Linked DNA regions of Mus musculus: region 2 is linked to region 1. Evidence: chromatin contacts called from public HiChIP or PLAC-seq data. All regions are on one chromosome and are shown on one strand. The core of a region is the stretch at or near the end of the contact, and the rest is flanking DNA. Distances in the headings are between cores, read along the strand shown. Region 1 overlaps N4bp2l1 (NEDD4 binding protein 2-like 1). Region 2 has its middle 7.0 kb from the start of Stard13.

Region 1 (2,700 bases), core at 168-2,667:
TGAGGTATGAAATGTGGATAAAGGAGATGTGTGTGAGCTACCCTCTGAGTTCTAACAATACCTAAACCAGCAGGAAAAAAGCACAAGAGAAGGAGAGAGGTGAACCCAACGGTGCCCCTGTGCTTTAACCCTACCACTCTTGGCCGACCGAAATATGAAAATGTCACAGAAAACAAGTCACATCACAGAGAGCGCCTCTATGCCAAATAGAGAGGGGAGTTAAGATCTGCAGGAAAGAATCTCAAAAGAGATGCTTCAGTTTGGGGTTACATCATATCTGAGCAGGCACTATCAAATCAGATAGTGACTGAGTCGGTACCAAACAGCCTCCTTGTAATAAACAAAAACAAAACCCAAAAAACCCAAACCAGAGAAACTTAATATCTGGCGATGCATGCCCTGCATCCCAACAGATTCTGCCGCTGAGTGGAATCCACCCCTACAGCTGTGTGGAAAGTGAAACGGGCAGGAAGACAAAGAGCAGAGCAGGTGGAGACACCGCGAATGCCCTGTTAGCTTCTGCTCTCAGCAGCGCTAGAGGTGGGTTATTTTAACTCAGCAAGAATATGGAGCTGAAGAGCTGGGCTACACCCTCAAGCCTCCACTGCAGCCACCATGAACCCATCTGTCTGAGCTTGTCTTCTCAACTCTAAGACACGGAGGACAATGCGAAGGACTGGAGGGACAGCACTTTGTAAACGGTGAGGTGCTCAGCAAACCTGAGGGTCAGTAGTAACTTACCCAGCCCAGCCTGCCAGCAGGACCCAGGCTTAGTACACATGAGCGTGGGGGCTTTCTAGGAGTTGCAGTGGATGTGAGAGGGCAAAGGGTAAGAGCTTCCGCTCTGACATGTCAGTACATACACAATCCAGAGACAGAAAACAAGCATCTCTACCTGCATTCTTCAGAGGGCCTGACAGCAGAGTTGGGGAAAAAAACGACAAAGTAAATGCATTTTGTTACAGTCTGTGGTGGCACACGGGGCCACCTTGATTTTTAACAGCAACCTGACTGTCCTTGGTAGACTTGTGAGAACAAGTAGGCATATATTTCATTTTATTGTTTATCTATTTGTGCACTATCTGCACATGGACCCATGGAGTCCAGAAGAGGGCCATCAGATCTCCTGGAGCTGGAATTATAGGCAGTTGCACACCACCTTGTGGGTGCTGGCAACCAAGAGGTTGCCAGATGATCCATCTCTTCAGCTCGGAGATAAAAATTTCCATATCAAAGGACTAGGAGCAATTAGCCAACTTATTAAACCCTGATTTCCAGACACCAAGTGTTACACAAAGTGTTAAGGCACAAAACCTAAAGTTTTTCAAAACTGGATTCCCTGGCTAAGGGACCGGTCCTCCTGCAGTTTGTGTGACCCACGTAGGACAAGCTGTACTGACAAAACACAAACAATTTGGGCCAGAAACATTAACAGTTTGATAAGCGAGACATTGCAAAAGAGATAACATTTGACTTGGACCTTGAGGGTTGAAGAACTTTTACCTCTTGTGAAAGGGGATAAGAGAAGGCAGGAGCGACACACCCTGAGTGAATAAATAAAAGCACAGACCGTTTTGTTGCAGTAAGTCATCAGAAATGCTGCACGCAAAGTTTTAAGAGGAATTTGGCAAGCTGGAACCAATCCAAAGTGTGACCACAAACCATGGAAACCATGCCGCAGATCATCTAAGTGGACAGGTTTATGGTAAAGACACTAAGAACAGTTCATGGCAGTTCTCACATACAGAAAGTCTGTTTATGGAAGGGGGAGGAAACTGGCTTGGGAGTCACAGTGTCAACTGAGTCAGCCCAAGAGTTCTGATCTTGCTGGGTGTCCTTCACACACACAGGGTGCAGAGTCTAGATAAGCCTCCTGTGAGCTTCTGGTGGGCTGGCTTTGACTGGCTCTGAGTCTCCAGGCCCCTGGGCAGGAGGGCAGGAGTGGACACCATACTGCGTCAGGCAAAGTAAATTAGTCTCCTCTCGTGAACTGGCATGATAGAAATCAGTTTCAAGTTCTTGAAGGAATTGGGAACACAGGAAATATGGCAATGCTCAGTCACCCATGGGTATAGAGAGTGGTGGGAGATGGGAGAAGTCACCAGAGGGTAGAGGAGGACAAAGGTTTGGTCTCCACAGAGAAGGTTCACTGAGCTTGACCACACAGCTGAAAAGGTCAAACCCCACAACCAAGCCCCGATCTCCAACACAAACAGTGACAGAAGCCCCGAAGACTGAGGGCATAGTTCGAGAAGCCATTTCAAAGATGGGTATTTTAAATTTTGCTGAGTGATAATTGGTCAACACTCTCAAGTGTCGGGTTATTTCATAAATATGACTTGTTCTAATAAAATCTATCATTCAAATGGAAGTCATTTCCCCTGCCTCTCTCCTGTGTGCTAAGTGACTGACTGTTGAAACCAAGGCTTATTTTCTTCTGTACTCCCCATCTACTGTCCCTTCTAGACTGGGTCTGGTTTGTTGAGCCTTTTCAGAGATGTTTCTCTTTCCATGTGTAATCCTTACGGACTCATTTTTGGCTCTTGGTGGCTTACGCTATGGACAGAAATTTATGTTTTTAAGGTTTTCTCCAGGTGGACTTCAAGACATGCTGTTTGCTGCACACTTTATTCGCTTCTTAGTCCCTTCTAGACAACACACAAAACAGAACATTGCTGGCCTTTCTGACTTCGATGTTTT
Region 2 (2,700 bases), core at 14-2,513, 620 kb after region 1:
CTGTACTTTGAGCAACTTTGAGGTCAAGGATGTAAGACCTTGAAGTTTTTGAAATCTTTGAGATGGTTTCAATTCATGATTCTTGTCTACAGCGATTTATTTTTATGTAGTCTCTTCAGATGGTAAACAAAAATATGTTTGATACAAAAAGCACAAAGACGTGTGCATTTGGTGGGCGGGAAGGTGAGAAGAGACAGAGGAAGGGTGAGAACATTCTTCAGAATTACAAGCCATGCAACCCTGTGTGTTTAGTGGGTGGCAATGTGACCGCTCCTTACCATACTCCTCAGCCATAGGAAAAGAGAGTTACTTCTGGCCTTTGGGAAAACTGTACATATTTTACATTTGTGGTGTAGTAGTATGACATATGTATGTACATTGTACTAATTACCACAGTCAAATTAACATATCCATCAATACCCATGGGTTAAGACTTGTAAAATCTGCTTTCTTATTGTACTGGCTGGTTTTGTGTGTCACCATGACACGAGTTAGAGTCATCAGAGAGGAAGGAGCCTCAGATAAGGAAATGCATCCATAAGATCCAATTGTAAGGCATTTTCTCAATTAGTGATCAATGGGGAGGCCCAGCTCATGGTGGTGCCATCTCTGGGCTGGTGGTCCTAGGTTCTATAAGAAGGCAGGCCGAACAAGCCATGGGGAGCAAGCCAGTAAGTAACATCCCTCCATGGCCACTGCATCAGCTTTGCCCCCAGGTTCTTGCCCTGTTTGAGTTCCTGTCTTGACTTCCTTCAATAATGAGCAACAGTATGGAAGTGTAAGGCCAATGAACCCTTTCCTCCCCAACAAACAACTCATGGTGTTTCCTTGCAGCAATAGAAACCCCAAGACGCTTACAAATTTTAAGTAAACAATACAGTGTGATTCACTACGGTCACCCCTGCACACTGATGTCCAGAATTTATCCAGCTGTGATGGAGGTGTCTCACCCTCTGATCAATGTCTCCTATCCTACCCATCCCCACTTTTACACTGTACACACGAGTGAGATCATGAGGCATGTTTCTCTGAACATCTGTCTTATTCTGCTTAGTGCAGCGTCCTCTGGGTTTGTCCACTGAGGGGCTCTGTGTGGCCTTTGAAGGGAATGCTTATTTATGAGAGAATACACGTGCAAGAATATGTGGAGCTTCTCCTGAAATTTCCTCTGTTGTCAGAGCTCGGCAACTATCAGAGACCACAGTGGCCTCTGGACAACCTCCCAGAGTGCCATTGTAATCATATTGAGACTCATGGCACAGACCTGTTTAAACAGACCAAGTACCGCGCGTATTGCCAGGCGTGGCTGCTTTCTCCTTAGCCTGCCCTGCCAGCGTGACTCATCACTAATCAATCACAAGAGAATGCTTCTGAGCAAAAGAAAAAAAAAGTGTTTGCTGCAAAGGACAGGACATCCCGGAGAGAAGCTCGCAACTTAAAATAAAATTAAAATACCCCCTATTCTATTTCCAGGCTTTGGGAGTCTCAGGGACTCTTCTTGATCTTGGCTTGGTCTCAGTAATGAATTACATTAAAAGACCTATTGTGGCATTTCATTAATTAATCAACTCTCTGTCAGTAAAGCGTTAAGGAGGGAAAGTGGTGTGGAATGCTCAATGCTTACAATTATTTTTTTTTAGAATTAAAAATGTATAGTATAAAAGTATAAAGAAACTATGTTAAAAGGTAGTTTTGGCCATGAGTGATGCTTTTTGGATTTATACTTTTCAAACATTCTGACTAATTGCATTCCTCAAATGATGAAAAGATGAAGCCGAACCAACAGGTCACACTGGAGGATGCGGAGGAGAAGCCTCAGCCTCGGGGAAAATTCCAGCACTGTCAGTGATGGAAAGCAGAGAGAGAAAGACATCCATGGGCCCAAAGATTGCAGGCACCATCCTTCCTGGCTTGGGCCCTGAGTACCTGACACAGTTAAACAAAATCCTGGTGTTCAAAACACTCAGAGAAGGGGAAACAGAGCCTACAGATTTCCTTTTCCAGACATTTGTTGTGTATATTTGTTCCTGCAAGACTGCCTCCACACCTAGGAGCTGGGTGCCCTGTCCAGAGAACTGACATGGCTGTGTCTAGTTGCCTGCACACTCATCTTCCCTGACCATGAGAGAAAATCTGCCTTCTCAGGATGCTACTTTTGCTCATATTGCTCTGTTGAAAAGCCTCAAGTACTGCCATTCAACTGATGTTGAAGCTATGGTGTCTCCCATGCCTACAAATGGTTTATACACACACATACAAGCATAGGCCTCTGTGCACATACACACATACACATATACACAAACACAAGTGCACATGTGTACACACACACACACATACATAAATGCATGCAAACACACATGCACACACACAAGTTGACCAAATAAATACACACGTGGATCAAAATCTAACCCAGGACAAAAAGATGGAAATTAATCTTGTGAAATCAATATCTAGTCTGCATGTAAAAAAAAAGGTAGGCATGGGGACACTTCTTTGTAATTCCAGATGTGGGAACACAGGGACATATGGATACCTGCTTGGGAAAGCTCTAAGCTACTGAGAGACCCCGCACACAGCACCACTGAGGATGTCATCTGGCTTTCACATGCTTGTACATATGTGTACACATGCATACCTACACACAAGCATTCACACAAACATGGGCACACACATACAAAATTATCATACAAGTTAGAGAGA

Evidence for each region. HiChIP or PLAC-seq counts read pairs in DNA pulled down with a chosen protein or histone mark.
Region 2: a contact with region 1 is called in an HNF4G HiChIP or PLAC-seq map of pancreatic cancer cells. The contact joins two enhancer-like sites. A contact is called at or near these places in 2 of 115 datasets of contacts at active chromatin or transcription factors (hepatocytes and pancreatic cancer cells).

Annotation. Positions count from the first base shown.
Region 1 is chr5:150,577,239-150,579,938 of GRCm38.p6, forward strand. All of the region lies in intron 1 of N4bp2l1 (NEDD4 binding protein 2-like 1), which reads right to left. Among named protein-coding and RNA genes, the nearest start is that of N4bp2l1, 16 kb to the right of the region's middle. Within about 2 kb of position 1,418, at least 43 of the 459 cell types and tissues checked have an H3K27ac peak or open chromatin away from gene starts, as enhancers often do. A contact at or near this core is called in hepatocytes and pancreatic cancer cells, where this site is marked.
Region 2 is chr5:151,195,793-151,198,492 of GRCm38.p6, forward strand. It overlaps a transcript of Stard13 not described here. Among named protein-coding and RNA genes, the nearest start is that of Stard13, 7.0 kb to the left of the region's middle. Within about 2 kb of position 1,264, at least 45 of the 459 cell types and tissues checked have an H3K27ac peak or open chromatin away from gene starts, as enhancers often do. A contact at or near this core is called in hepatocytes and pancreatic cancer cells, where this site is marked.